3 separate regions of the Mus musculus genome follow, and regions 2 and 3 are each linked to region 1. The links are chromatin contacts, called in public Hi-C and Micro-C maps. All regions are on one chromosome and are shown on one strand. The core of a region is the stretch at or near the end of the contact, and the rest is flanking DNA. Distances in the headings are between cores, read along the strand shown. Region 1 holds the start of Dnmt3a (DNA methyltransferase 3A). Region 2 overlaps Efr3b (EFR3 homolog B). Region 3 holds the start of Efr3b (EFR3 homolog B).

Evidence for each region. Hi-C and Micro-C count contacts between places; a contact is called where the count stands out from the background.
Region 2: a Hi-C map of the N1E-115 cell line shows a contact between it and region 1, with 4 times the contacts expected there. The contact joins the enhancer-like site here to the promoter of Dnmt3a in region 1. A contact is called at or near these places in 2 of 484 Hi-C or Micro-C datasets (the N1E-115 cell line and embryonic stem cells), 4 of 115 datasets of contacts at active chromatin or transcription factors (the SCID.adh cell line and embryonic stem cells) and 3 of 9 other capture datasets (adipose tissue, liver and pancreatic islet).
Region 3: a contact with region 1 is called in a Micro-C map of embryonic stem cells, with 5 times the contacts expected there. The contact joins the promoter of Efr3b here to the promoter of Dnmt3a in region 1. A contact is called at or near these places in 1 of 484 Hi-C or Micro-C datasets (embryonic stem cells), 4 of 115 datasets of contacts at active chromatin or transcription factors (all in embryonic stem cells) and 2 of 9 other capture datasets (adipose tissue and pancreatic islet).

Annotation. Positions count from the first base shown.
Region 1 is chr12:3,805,672-3,810,224 of GRCm38.p6, reverse strand. Dnmt3a (DNA methyltransferase 3A) reads right to left here and starts at 3,245. Exons shown (of 23, transcript NM_007872.4): 1 at 3,105-3,245.
Region 2 is chr12:3,978,870-3,983,873 of GRCm38.p6, reverse strand. It overlaps Efr3b (EFR3 homolog B), which reads left to right. Exons shown (of 23, transcript NM_001082483.1): 7 at 356-490; 8 at 941-1,019; 9 at 1,769-1,904; 10 at 2,059-2,220; 11 at 3,312-3,423; 12 at 3,681-3,732. Among named protein-coding and RNA genes, the nearest start is that of Pomc, 26 kb to the right of the region's middle. Within about 2 kb of position 2,368, at least 259 of the 459 cell types and tissues checked have an H3K27ac peak or open chromatin away from gene starts, as enhancers often do. A contact at or near this core is called in the N1E-115 cell line, the SCID.adh cell line, adipose tissue and 1 more, where this site is marked.
Region 3 is chr12:4,036,724-4,041,251 of GRCm38.p6, reverse strand. Efr3b (EFR3 homolog B) reads left to right here and starts at 2,337. Exons shown (of 23, transcript NM_001082483.1): 1 at 2,337-2,548. The coding sequence starts at 2,542.

The DNA.
Region 1 (4,553 bases), core at 1,996-4,495:
CTCCAGGTGCTCTCTCAACGGAGGCCTACATGCAGGCAATAACCACTGGACTAACCAGCAACTGAAGGGCTAGGACAGAATGCATCCTAGGAGAGAGTAGGGAGCCTGTCTAGTAGCCTTCCTCATGGGCACCACTAATGTCGAATGAACGGAACACTCAGAAGAAGGCAGATCACCTTCAGTTCCTCCCACCCAGAGAGGCTGGACAAGGATCCTTCAGCTCCATCTTGTCCGTTGCTGGCTTGTGGGAAAGAATGGGGGACCGGGCATGGAACTGATGGTGAACTACCTTTAGGGACCCAGGGACATACAACAGCTTGGACTGGGGACAACCCTTGCAAGTTACCCACACACACATTTCCACACAGTACATTCAGGAGAGCACCAAGTGGAGAGGCTTCAGGGAAGCTGTGGTTTCCATCCTCTGCAGTCAGACCTGACAGATCAACACGTCATCTCTCCCCTCTCTGCCAAAGCCCACCCCTGGCAGCCCCTACCTTCTCCATGACCACTACCGTGGAGGGAAAACATACCACTCTAGCCCTATTCTGGGTCTGAAATTCCACCAGGAAAATCAGAGCCATAGAATTTCAAAGTTGGAATGGGCCTGCAAGCTGCATCCAACCCCCACCCCACAGAGGAATCCTGCCTGCAGACACCCTGACAAATGGCCATTGGCGGCCTCTCTTGGGCTCCTCCACTGTGGAAAGCAGACCTTGAGTCTAAAGGGAACACACCTTTCCTCAGGTTAGGCTCCTGGCGAACACCGGAGAGGCTGGGCCAAGTAACAAGAAAAAGTTTGGGCCACCAGGAGCACACGAATCAGGAGCTGCAGATCTGATGGGGGAAGGGTGCAAAGATAAAGCATGGAGGGGGGGGGGGAGGAGTGCGGGGGGGGGGGGGCTCTGAGAGGCAGCAGGGCCTAGAGAAGGAGGCCACAGGGAAGGGGGAGGAAGGTGCCAGACCTATGACATAAGTTGGCTTGGGGGCCCCTACCTGGACACACACACACACACACCACTCTTCGACAGAATTACCTGTCAATAACAGCTCCACAAGGGCCTTAATGGACCCCAGAGGCAGAGGGGACAAGTCAGCTTGCCCCCAAAGCCCACAGGAACTTACACAACCCAACTATCCAAAAGCAAGTGACTGCTCTAACTACCTGCAAATGGCCCCTGTCTGCACAGAGGATAGCCCAAAGAGGGTCTGCCAGGCTGCTGGGCTTTCCAAATCCCACAGGTCAGTCCTAACACCCCAGCAACGCAAGAATAGCTCCCCAGGCTGCAGCTGTCACATCTGCCTGGGAGGGAGGAGGCACAGTGGAGTAGCACCTGATCCCAGAATCCCTGCACAGCCTGCCCAGGAGGAGGTTCAGCCGCTGGCAGCTCAGGGTGAAACATGAAGACTGAACTGTCCCCGGGGATGCTGATGGCAGTCTCTGGGCACTGCAGTGAGGGGCAAGCTGGGTCACTCGGCCGAAGATACTCCTCCCCAAGGCTCCTGTCCCCTCTGGTTTGAGAGGGGGCAGTTATGCAGTCCCTAGCCCGCCCTTCCTCCCCAGCCCTACGCAGGTCAGAACTGCCCAGCTGGGTGCAAGACGCCATCTTAGGTCAAGGTGCAGCCACAGAAGGCTCCCCCTGGGAGCCCGGGAAGGGAGCTCTGAGAACCCAGTGGGAGCCTTCTCTCACCCAGGGTGTCCACACCTACTCAGCTGGCCTTGCAGGAAAAGAGGAGAGGAGGGGATGCAGAGACAGGGGGAGAGCAACTACTGAGTGGGGAGCGAAGGGAGAGGGTGCCCCCAAGAAGGCAGGCTCCAGGAAAGCAAAATGAAGTTTGGCAGCCATAGGGCTGCGGGCCCCGCGAAGAGGGGTTGGGGGAGGCTGGGGGCGGGCCCTGGACGCACGCCAGCTCGGTCCGCGCCAACGAGGGAGGGCAAGACGGCGTGGAGTAGGGAGTCCGGGTGAGGGCAGGACACGGACCGCGGCCGGAGCCGCTCGGAGGCTCGGGTGTCTCCTGAGGTGAGGGCAACATGGGGACTGAGACCCCCGATCCGCAGCCTCGGCGAGGCCTCGTCCTTCACTGTGCAGATGCGAAGCTTTCAAGGACACGTCTACACCGGCCCGGCGGGGGTGCGTGTGAGTGTATGCAAGGGGAGTCTGCCTCAGGGGGCGACCCCGGCATCCCCACCGGAGACATTTCCAGCCTTGCTGCTCCCGCCCCCGCACCTTCTAGTCCCCCGCGGCCCGGCCCGGGGATCCTCGCCCACTCCCGCCCCGCCCCCATACTGCGGCGCCGCCGCCGCCACCACCACCCCGCTCCCACGGCCCGCAGCGGGGGCAGGGAGGAGCCGGGCGCGACGCCCCCCCCTCCACGCCGTTCCGCCTGGCCTCCGCGGGAGCGTGCGCCCCCGAGCGGGCACGCTCCCCACGCGCGCGCCCCTCCCAGGCCCGCCGGCGCCCCGCACCCCCAAGCCACAGGTGGCCGCGGGAAGATCGCGACGCCGCGCTCCCCGGCGCGGGCCCCGGCCGCCCCTGGGCCCTGCCGGGGGCCTCCAGGGTCCCCCCCGCCGCGCGGAGCCTGCAGGCCCGGGGGAGGGGCGGGGCGGGCGCGGGGCCCGGGTCGTGCCAGGCTGCCATTTTCTGCCGTGGCCACGGCGCTCCCCGGCCGCCCGCGCCCCCTCCCCCTCCTCTCCCCTCCCGCCGCCCGATTCCCGGTCCCGTCCGCACTCCGCAGCGCACGGCCGCAGGCCCCGACCGGGCCCCCGGGCGGGGGCAGAGCCCGGAAGGCGGAGGCGGCGGGGCCCTGCGGCAGCGCGCGTCGGGCGGCGCGCAGGCCGGCGGAGGCCCCCCGCGGCATTGTACGGACTTGAACTTGAGCCCGGGCCGGGCGGGGGCGCCGAGGGGCGTCCGCGGCGGAGGCGGCGCGCAGAAGAGGAGCGGCGGGCGAGCGGCGGGGACATAAACAAACCCTCGGCCCGGGCGGTCCGCGCTCTCAGCACCGCGCGCCGAGTTGCGGGGTCCGAGCCGCGCTCCCCACCGCCTTGCTGTGCCCTCCCGCCCGCCCGCCCTCTCAGCTCCCGGGCCGCAGGCCGTGCTGGTTACCGTGTGGCCCGGCGGGTCGGGCGGCCCGGCTCGCCCTGCTGCCGCGGCGCCGCGTCCCGGCTCGTCCTCTGCTCGCGCCGCCGCCCGCGCCGCCTCCCGGCCCGCCCGCTGCCTGCCGCGCTCCCTCCCTCCGTCGCTGTCGCGCTCCCTCTCTCCGCCTCCTCCGCCGGGTCCCCCCCGCCCGCCTCTTCTCTCCGCCTTCCTCCTTCCCTCCCTCCGGCCGCCCGCCGCCCAGGCCTCCGCCCGCCGCTCGCCCCCCGTGGCCGCGCTGGCTCTGGCCCCGGCGCTGCGGAGCCGCCCGGGAGGCAACCCCGGGGGCCCCGGGGCGCCGCGGCGGGAGCTATCCGAGCCGCGGACGGTCCTAGCGCCCCCGGCGGGAGGAGCGGGTTCGGGACCCCGCCGCGCCCCGACTGCGGCGCTCCGGGCCGGGCACCCTGCCGGAGCTGCGATCTCGGCCGCCCTGTGCCCCTCGGGTGGTCCCCCGGCCGCAACCTCCCCACCTTGCGGCGCCCCTCTACCTGGCGCGGCTTCTGCGCTGGGTCCCCGCATCCAGCACTGGTCGTAGGGACAGCTGCCCCTCCTCTCCCGGGCCGGTGTCAAGTGCCTGCCCCCCCCCGTCCCCCCCCCTCGCCGCCCGCGGAGCCCCCGGCGGCCTTCGCCCTGCAGTTCTCCCGACCTCCACCAGAGCCCACTGCGCTTTGCGCGCCTCAGCACTGGGGCTGGGGACAGCAGCGCCTGCTCAGCCGCGTCGCCACCCACAGCCAGGTGCCGCGGTGGCCAGACGGCTGCACAGGGCCAAGGTCGGAGCGCCTGGCGCCTCGAGGCCATCCTAGAGCATCGAGCACCGCCACGGAGTGGGCTCCCTAGAAGGCAGTAAGCTTTCCGTACCTTGAGGTGTCCAAAAAGAGTTGGATGCCCTCAGGTGGGCTCTGGAAAGATCTGAAGAGGTGGAAGGTTGAACTAAATGACATTGAAGGCCTGCCTCTTCCAGCTGCAAGATTCTCTGCAGACGGGCACTAGACCTGGCTCCCTCAGTGTGGGGGTGCTCTCAGGGCTCCGGGTCTGTAGTGCTCACCTCTCCAGCTACCATCACTGGAGCTTGGCACTGAATCCCCTGACTCCCAGCCTCCTTGTCAGGCTCCTCCCTCCTGTCACTGGACAGCACCATCCATCCAGCCCTTCAGTGCCCCAGTGTCCTGAGTTGCATCTCCCACACCCACGGCACACTTATTTGCAGACCCTCAATGCTGAAGCAGGTTCCCATAGAACACGCCCCACCTAGAACACTTCACCCCATTTGAGGATCAAAGGGACAGTTGCCTAATTCATTGAAATACAGAACCACCCTTTCCTATTTGCAGGGCACATTTACACTTCAGTCTTCCCTACCCCAAAGCAACTGTCCTGACCTTTCCTAATAGCACTCAATATCGCACCCCCACCCTCCAC
Region 2 (5,004 bases), core at 1,119-3,618, 170 kb before region 1:
TAGAGGTTCACTCAGATTTGCATACCATTAAGTCACCCCCTAGCCAATCACCATATGCCTCTTTCCTCTTTTCAGTTCTCACCCACCTCTTCCTGAACCTTTAGATATGTCTAGACCCTCCCAGAGACAATCCAGTCCACCCTGAAGTGTTTCTCCACAAACAACTCTGTTGTCTCCTCCAATCTTCTACTGCCAGATCCCGTACCCTGGTTAATCGCTGGCAGTCAAGACTACTCTATGACCTGCTGCAGCTTATTTCCAATTCCTGCTTGTTCTGAGCAGAAACCTAGGGCTATACAGTCCTAGCTCCCAGCTTTGAACCCCATCCTTTATCCACTTGGCTCTGTATTCACAGCCGGTCTCCCTCGCCCCTCCAAGCACCAGAGAAGGAAAAGGAGAACCCAGCAGAACTGGCTGAGAGGTGCCTGAGGGAGCTCCTGGGCCGGGCGGCCTTCGGCAATATCAAGAACGCCATCAAGCCCGTTCTTATGTGAGTTGAGTGTTGCTCTCCACCCAGGAAATGCTCTACTCCCTGGTGATGGTTTCAAGGCTTTTCTTGCAGGCTGTCCCAGCCGCCCTCCCCCATCTCCCCAGGTGAAAATAGAGGTGATGGCCTTGCAGACTTGCTACGGCCAAGTCAATCCTTTGCTGGTTCATACAGCTAGACTACCACGCAGTGGTCACCTGTGGTTTGTGCTGATTAAGAGGAGGGTAGCAAAAACTGAACAAAGGTGCTTTTTGTGTCAAGCTATAGAGCCTGTACTGTAAGCCCTTCCTTGATAGGAAACTGCCAGGGGATCTCTGGAAGTGTCGCTGTCCCTCCAAGTTCATCTCTACTCCCTCCCTCCCTCCCTCCCTCCCTCCCTCCCTCCCTCCCTCCCTCCCTCCCTCCCTCTGAGTTTCCTAGTCACCCTCCTTCCCCCATGTTTTCTCCTCACAGCCACCTGGATAACCACTCTCTTTGGGAACCCAAAGTGTTTGCCACCCGTTGCTTTAAAATCATCATGTACTCAATTCAGGTATGGTTTGTCCCTGTTCAAGCTTGGGCACAAGGGCACTTCCTGGTGCTGGACAATGCACAAAGCAGAAAGCCAGGTGTCCTCTGACTCCCCCCCCCCCCCCCAGAGACCCCCAGCTGCCACAGATCATGCTGTATCATCCGGCTGGGAAGGAATTGCAAGGAGTTCTCTGTTTAATGTTTCCTATATCCTAGGCCAACATTTATTTTATTTTTATGAAATACAATGGAAAATAATTCCTAGAGAAAATTAAATCTCAAAGAAGACAAGCCACCTGCATTCCCTGAGCGCCCCCGTTACTGCGGGTGTACTTTCCTTCTGGCCCACATCTTAGCAGCAGTGTTATCAGACAGATCTTGAATTGGCACTGGGCTGGCTCCCAGCCACACTTTGAGCTGCACTGAGATGAACCACGTGGCCTCTCATGGGCCTTGCCAGTAAAACCTGGGGACAGGGAGAAATGAAAGACAATATTTTGAAATAGATTGCTGGCCGCCTTTGAAGTAAAGGAATTCAGGGAAAATGTGCAAACACAGATTCCCTGGGATTTGGCTCCGTTTTTGTGGGGGTTGGGGTGGGGTGCTGCAAGAAAGAGAGCGAGGTCTGGGTGCCACCTGCAGTGCCCACTGGCTGTGGGATGTCATTTTGGTTCACCCTGAGCCTCTGGGTTCCAGCAGAGGGCTACCGGGCCGGGGGGCAGGGGGGGGGGTGTTGTTGTTTGGGGACCAGCACGTCTTCCTCCTCCACAGCCGCAGCACTCCCACCTGGTTATCCAGCAGCTCCTGAGCCACCTGGACGCCAACAGCCGCAGCGCGGCGACTGTGCGCGCCGGCATCGTGGAAGTCCTATCGGAAGCTGCAATTATCGCTGCCACGGGCTCTGTCGGTAAGGGGGTCCGGAGCAAAAGGCAAGGGGCGTGGGGTGGGGGGGTGTGTGCAGGCGTTAGATTTAGAGCCGATTGGCTGCGCGGGCCTGGGCTTACGGGAGAGCAGGAGGGATTCCTGTCATGATTTGTGGGTCCCTCCCCCTTGGCGCCCAGGGCCCACGGTACTGGAGATGTTCAACACCCTGCTGCGGCAGCTGCGGCTCAGCATCGACTACGCGCTAACTGGGAGCTACGACGGCGCTGTGAGCCTGGGCTCCAAGATCATCAAGGAGCATGAGGAGTGCATGTTCCAGGAGGCCGTCATCAAAACTATCGGTGGGGAAATGGGTGGGTCTGGGAGGGGCCATTGAGGCTTGAGGGATCGACTCCAGGGGAGGAGTTGTCAACGATCTGGAGGCGGGGCTAAGGAGGCAGAGCCTGTGAAACGGGGCCTAGGACGTGGTAGTGGAGATAGATCTGGGCGAGGCTTGGAAAGGGGCGGAGTCTGGGGAAGGAACTTAGTAAAGGGAAGGACCCAGTGAGGCTTGGAGAAGGGAGGGACCTGATAAGATTTGAAGAGGAATGAGGCTGTGGGGAGAGGTTGCCAGAGACCTAGTTCTCTGGCCTGAGACAGGCAGGGCCTAAGGGTTAAGACTAGGGCTGTACTGAAAGGAGAGACCCTGGCAAAGCTTGGAGAGGGGAAGAGCTCTAGAGGAGGAGTTAGCTGGGGCCTAGGAAAAGGAGTTAGAAGAGCAAGGAATCTTGGGAGGATGAGGTGGAACCAGGACTAGAGAGAGATGATCCTTGTGGGAGAACCAGGCCTCCGCCATAGCATCTGCTGTATGATTACCTAGCACTGTGTTATTTAGGGACACTGGGGGAAATGGCAGCCAGCTAATGACACATAATGATCTGGGCAAAGACACCAGATCAGTCTGGGTTTCTCAGCCTGGCTCTCCTGCAAAGGCAGACTTCCTGTGTCTCCATCCTCATTAGGCATGCCTAGTGCTTCCAGGTGGGCCCGCAGTAGGGGAGGTGGGACTAAGGCATAAAAAAAAAAAAAAAAAAAAAAAGACAGGAAGGAAGCAACGGAGACTGTTTGTGCCCTGGATGTGGAGAAACATGGAACAGGGTCTCCTCCCTCTCAGAGGTCCTTGTGCCTATGCCATGGTCTCATCAGCCGTGAAACCACTGAGCTGCCCTATCCCCCAGGAAGAAGCCCAGATGACAGTAACAAGGGAAGAGCTGGCATCTGGAAGGGCCCTCTGGAGTCCCTCTTGCTCCCTCCTCGGGAGACAGGGTCAAAGCAGCCTGCCTAGGCAGATCTCTCTGGGCTGCCCCAGCCCTGGGCACTAGGGAGCCTCACTCTCTCCATTCAGCTGCTGCTGAGCCCAGGGGACCTCTCACGCTCCCTCCTCTCCTCACAGGCTCCTTTGCCAGCACACTGCCGACCTACCAGCGCTCAGAGGTGATCCTCTTCATCATGAGCAAAGTCCCGCTGCCTTCTGTGCATCACCCCGTAGAGACCGGACGGACGGGGTCAGTCCACTGCTTCTTCCCAGCCCACCCTCTCTGGCTCCTGGTTTTCACCCTGACTTCTGTGGCTCTGCTTTCTTCTCTTGGCTCAAAAACAGAGGGGTCATAGGTCCCGTGGCAATTTTTCAGCCTCCCCCCCCCCCCCCAGTTAGGGAAATCATGGGTCCACCAACAAGCCTCCTGGTGAGAACACTCAGGAGTGGGGGGTGCAGCCGAGCACTCTATTGCCATCCTGCTGAGACCATGTCTCTGGCCTACAGGGAGAATAGGAACCGGCTGACCCAGATCATGTTGCTGAAGTCCCTCCTTCAGGTAAGCCCCCCTATCCTGTCCCTGCTCTGCCTCTGTGGTCACAACTTCTTTCAGGTAACCAAGGTAGTTGTGTTCCATGCTGCACAGATATGTCCAGCTATTAAAGGGGTAAGTGAAAGGCTGAAACCCAACCTGAGCCCCATTCAGTTGTTCAGAGCAAGGTGGGAACGTAATGCTTCCCTTTGTTAATAATGGTGGCTTTGTGTGCCCACTGGTAGCCTTGTCACTAAGACCATGTGGGTCTTGCGGTCATTTGTCCCCGTCTGCCTACCTGGTGCCCTTCCCCAGGCCATTTGCCTCTGTTTCCCCCATTTCTCCCACCTTCCAGCCACCACCACCTCCTTCCCCTATGTTTCCTATATCTCCTAATGCATCTCAGCTTTCATTGCTGGGGTTGAGCTCTGTTGTTCCCACGCCCACCGGGTTAAATATGCAGTTTCCCTAGGGAGCGTGAGTGGTCAGCCACAGCGAGTTCTGAAATCTGTGTTTGTGTGTATGTGATTTATTTAGGAGAGACCCCCGGACCCCTTGCAGCCCTGGCTGGCCTTGGATCTTATGTAGCCTATGCTGACATCAAACTCAGGATCCTCTTTCCTGCCTTAACCTACCAAGTGCTGACACTATGGGCATACATGCACTGCCATGCCCAGCTTTGAAATTTGCTTCTGTAACAAGCTCCCTGCCCGCCTAGACTTTGGACATCTCACAACTAGGTTATTGTCTTCGATGTTTCTATGTCCACCTTCAGGAACACCAGGAGAACTTTCTGGGAATGCCATTTCCTATTTTGTTCCTTGTTTCCTTGAGAAGATCTCAGTTTCTAATGTGAACATCTAAAGGTTCGGATTTTTTAGATCTTTCTTTCGATAGATCAACCAGTGGTTCTCAATCTGTAGGTCCTGACCCTGCAGAGGTCATTAAATGGCCCTGTCACAGGACTTGCCCAAGACCATCTGAAAACACATAATTACAATTATGATTCATAACAGAAGCAAAATTACAGTCATGAAATAGCAACGAAAATAATTTTATGGTTGGGGGGTCACCACCCCATGAGGTACAGTTCAGTTGACAAGTATGTGCATGGGGACAGCACTAACTGTCACAGCATCAGGAAGGTTGGGAAGCGCTGCTCTCATGATTCTGTTTATTGCACCACCCTGCTCCCACCTCTGCTCCCAGCAGGCTTGTGTACACAGAGCCCTCACTCCGAGCAGCCATTGCGATTGCTTATTGGCTGCTTTGCTGTGGGGATTGAAGCCGGGTCCTCAC
Region 3 (4,528 bases), core at 1,088-3,587, 230 kb before region 1:
GCAAGTGGCTCATTGATGCTACCCAGTAGCAAGAAAGCATACAGTGCTATATATTTCTAGGCCGAGAAAAGATAAAAATTTCAAGTACAGTTTCTACTGAAAGTATATTACCTTCACACAATGTAAAGACTGGCCATCGTAAGCCACAGGCGACCTATACTGAGATCTGTGAGGGCCTGGCACGGACCCATTGCAATGGAGCCATTCAGTAAATGCCGATTCTTTCTCTTTATCTTCTTCCTTACTTGGGATTTCTGCAAGCAAAGAGGAACCTGTTTAAGGTACTAATCCCAATTCTGACTTTCCACCATCCTAGAGTTCCCCCTAAGGAGCTGATTTTTTTCCTTTCCTCTGTCCTCGCAGTCACCTGCTCTAGAGGATAGGACTCTTGAATCCAGCCCTTTGATTTTACACTGTCTCTGTTGTGTTATTTTTTTCTGAGAGCTTATTTCTATTAAACCCAGATAGAAAAGATATCAACAGACCAAAGAAATAATCCAACCCAAGTCTATCTTGATGGGCCGAGGAGTTTGTTGGGGTCACGTACAGGAGCACAAGGAACTAGGCAGTTTTGCCACTGGAAAGCCCACCCAGCAAGGGGACTAACTAAAAGCTGCACCGCTGGTGCCCTGGTGCAGCACGCAGGCAGCTACATCACTCCAGAAATTGCTTACTGGCCATGTAACTTTAGGGAAGAATCCTGTCTTAGTTCCTTTTTTATTGCTGATCCCAATATCCTGTCTCCATAGCCAAGACAGGTTATACAAGAAACAATTCAGTTCAGGGCGCACATTTCCAGAGGGTAGAGTCCACAGCCATCATGGTGGAGAGCACAGCAGGCAGGCAGGCAGGCAGGCATGGCTGTGGATCAGAGCTTACATCTGGTCAACAAGCATGAGGGAGAGAGAGAGAGAAAGAGAGAGAGAGAGAGAGAGAGAGAAAGAGAGAGAGAGAGAGAGAGAGCGCTGGACTAGTGTGGGCTTTTGAAACTTCGAAGGCCATCTCCATTGACCATTGACACACACACCCCCAACAAGAACACACTTCCTAATCCTCCCCCAAACAGTTCTACCAATGAGGGACCAGCATTCAAATATAAGAGCCTACAGGGACTCTTCATATTCCACTACAATCCGTTCAAACCAGGACAACTTCCCCCAGTGATGGACTGTAAAGTTTAATATGACATAAACCCTTTCTTAACCAAGTGTTTTTTTGGTCATTCTGTTTATCAAGGCAACAGGAAGCATCAGATTAGGAGAGGTGCAGGTGGGTTGGTGGATGTGTCTGGGGAAATGAAGCCAAAGAAAAATAGAAAATGCTGGTTTGGGGTGCAGTGAGCACTGTCTTGAGCACCGTCTCCAAATCCAAGGACTGGATCTCTCTGGTTTGATCTTTGCTTTGGGGGAGAAAAAAAGAAAAAGAAAACAATATGTGGTGCCCACTATGTACTGTAGGTTCATGAAATTTCTCAACACGAAGCAAGGCTCAAAGAGGCGCCGACAGAGAAACCCTGTCTCAAAAAACAAGACGAAACAAAACAAAACAAACAAACAAACAAACAAACAAAACGAAGGTCATTGCATTCAGGCCCTTCTCTAATTTTTACGGTCGGGAAGAAAACAGAAAGCCTCCAGCAAGAGGCAAGAGGAGAAATTAAGAAATAGAAATAGAAAAGCCAGAGAAACAGAAGGCAGAGATATCCAGGGCTGGGGCGTTGGCCTGGGGTTTAAGTCCCTTTGTGGAGGGGATGCTGGCTGCAAAGCTTGCAGATTACACAAATCTGGAGAGGAAAAACCAAGCGGACTTCCTGCAGCCTTGGAGGTTGGGAGTGTGCTGTATTTCCTGAATACCTGACCCAGGTAGCAAACAGAGTTTGGGGCCCGCAGAAAGAATAGGGTTATGCCTCAATTTCTGCTCCTTAGGTTCCCTAAGCCGGTTCGTTTGAGCAGACTGAATAGAGCACACCTGCAGCTTCCAGCGCCCGGCTGACCTGGTGTGGGGTGTGTGTGTGTGTGTGTGTGTGTGTGTGTGTGTGTGTGTGTGTGTGTGTGTGTGTGTGTGTCATCAGTTTGAAGGACACGTCAGCGACCCGCGTAAGAGCTGAGCCAGGAGCTGGAATTCGGATGGATGATCTACTGAGTGAACGAAGAACCTGGGCTTCCTGGGGCGTCAGGTAGGTAAAAAGGCTCGCCCCATACTGAGGAAAGGAGAGGGTCCGGGATGGAGGCGGGGCTCTTGAGGCAGCCCGCCAGTGGCCAAGGGGGCGGGGCGTGGCAGAACACAGCTCCGCCCCCTGCGCGCCGCCTAGCTTGCGGACCAGAGCAGGAGGCGGCAGCCAACCTCGTCGCTGAATGGGCGGGTGGCGTCCCGCTCTGTCCCGCCCGCCGCCGGCCCCCCATCGGCTGCTCCCGCCGCGCCCCGGTCTCCGCCCGCAGCCGCCTGAGCCCGCCGGGCTGTGAATGAAAGGCAGGAGCGGCCAGGACTAGCAGCCAGCGACGCGGCTACGCCGGCCTCCCCAGAGGCGCGCTCCCCGCGGAGATGTACGGTAAGGAGGGCTTGGCGCCCCGGCTCGGGCCCGCAAACTTCCAGACACGGACCTTTGTCCCCCGGAGTGGCCCCCGTCGCAAAAGCGAGAATGCCGACTTGGTGCCAGGCTAGGCTGGTTCAGTCGCCTGTGCGTACGTCTGTGCCGAGAGGACAAAGATGCCTTAGGCCGGGGGACTCTCTGGTCCCCTGAGATCCCTCGGGCAGGCGTGTGCAGGCGCTAGGGGCGGTGGTCCGTCGCCAGGTAGGGACTCTGATGGCTGAGAGGCACCCGGCTTTGGAAAAAGCGAGTATCTTCGGAGCTGAGCCGACAGTGTTGGTGGAGGTGATCGGGTGACAGTATTTGCAGAATTAACAAAGAGGCTTGTGCTTGGGAGTTTGATGCGCGAAAGTGGTCCAGGGTAGGGGAGAGCTGCTCACTGCCAGTCTGCTGCCAGGCTCCTTGGATGTGGGAGGCGGCGCCGGCAGTGCAGGAGCTGGCGAGCGAGCCGGCGCTGGAGGTTCATCTCTCTGAGCTGGGTGGACTTGGCCTCTACCTAACACTGCTGCTAATGGTATTCAGGCTTCCCAACTTCCAGATTGGCCCTATGGAGGGCTGATGGGGAGAGATGCTGCTTCGAGGGTTTCTCCCAATTACGCAGCCACCGCCCCCACGAATGTGTGGCAGCTCCAAGACCCTCACGGTTCAAGGCTCTGCTTGCTCATTTGTCAAGAATTTCTCGGGTTCTACAGGCAGCGTGGATGAGGAAAGCGCTCCTGGGGTCCCACTTTGCAGATCATAAGAGTGGACTAGTCTAGGAATCGGCTCTCTACCAAGGGTACATGTGTGCGTGTATTCCTGTGGACACAGTTTACTAGAGCCCAGGTCTCTGGTAGTTATTCTGAGGCCAGCAGAAGAATTGGAGCCCTGTTCTCCGTCTCCTACTGCAGGGTAGGGGCTCGGGCTGCACCTGAGGAGTGAGTGATCTAGAAGTGCATGTTCCCAATTTAACCCATTTCTAAGGCTGCTGGCTGCCTCTGCGAACAGACCATGAGTCACAAAGTTTGTTAGCACAGAGAGCATGCTGAAAAGAGTCAGCAGTTGGTGAGCCCCCTATTTAGAAGACAAAGACTTAACTTTTTGCCTTGCATCTCCTTCCCAGGTCAGTTGGTTACACAGCCACACTATGATTCTTATAGAGGTGTCAGCAGGTCCTCTCAGCTAGCATTAATTCTCTTGGGTGGAGCAAATGGGGGGAGGGGAGATGTCCTCAGCGGCTGGACCCATAACCAGTGGGGACTCTGAAAGGTGACTGGACTTGGGCTTTGCCTGTTGGGAGGTAGAAAGAGCCATAGACCTCTTTTATTCTGTCTGTGCCCCCCCCCCCACCCCCTTTCTGCAGAGGGAGCAGGCTGAAGCTGCAGATCATTTGACAGAAGCATGTGACTGCAGGGGCACCTGCAGCCGGGAAGGAGTTAGGACAGGCCCATCAGTATGGGCGGGAATTAGCAGCCCCAGGCCACCATATTACATCTAGTAGCTAATGTGGTAACTTACTTAGGGGGTCTGAGAATTAGGGGAGGGGGGTTCTTGGTGTGCTCCTGTTGGAAGAGCTGGCTAAAAGAGAAGGATGTGGAAGTCAGCCTGACTGGGGGCTATTTTCAGATGCACCACAAAATTCCAATTCTCTTTAATAATGTTTTTATTTCCCCAGATGCAAACAGAGCAGGAACTAATCCTAAATGATCCATAGAAAGGCCGTGATGGAGGATCCTCTGGGGAGTTGGCTCCAGCACGGGGGAAAAGCACATTTAGTGCTGGGTGGGAGCTGGCCCCTTGCAGAGACTGGTCTCTGGAGTTGTCTCTGCTCTCCAGGGGGGCCTCGCCTGCCTGCCTGCCTGCCTTTCAGTGTGGTCTTGCCTTAGTGAAGAGTAAGGGGCTACAGAACCGTTAGCATTCTCTTCCCTAGATGATGAAAAGGGATGGGAGAAGAGAATAGCC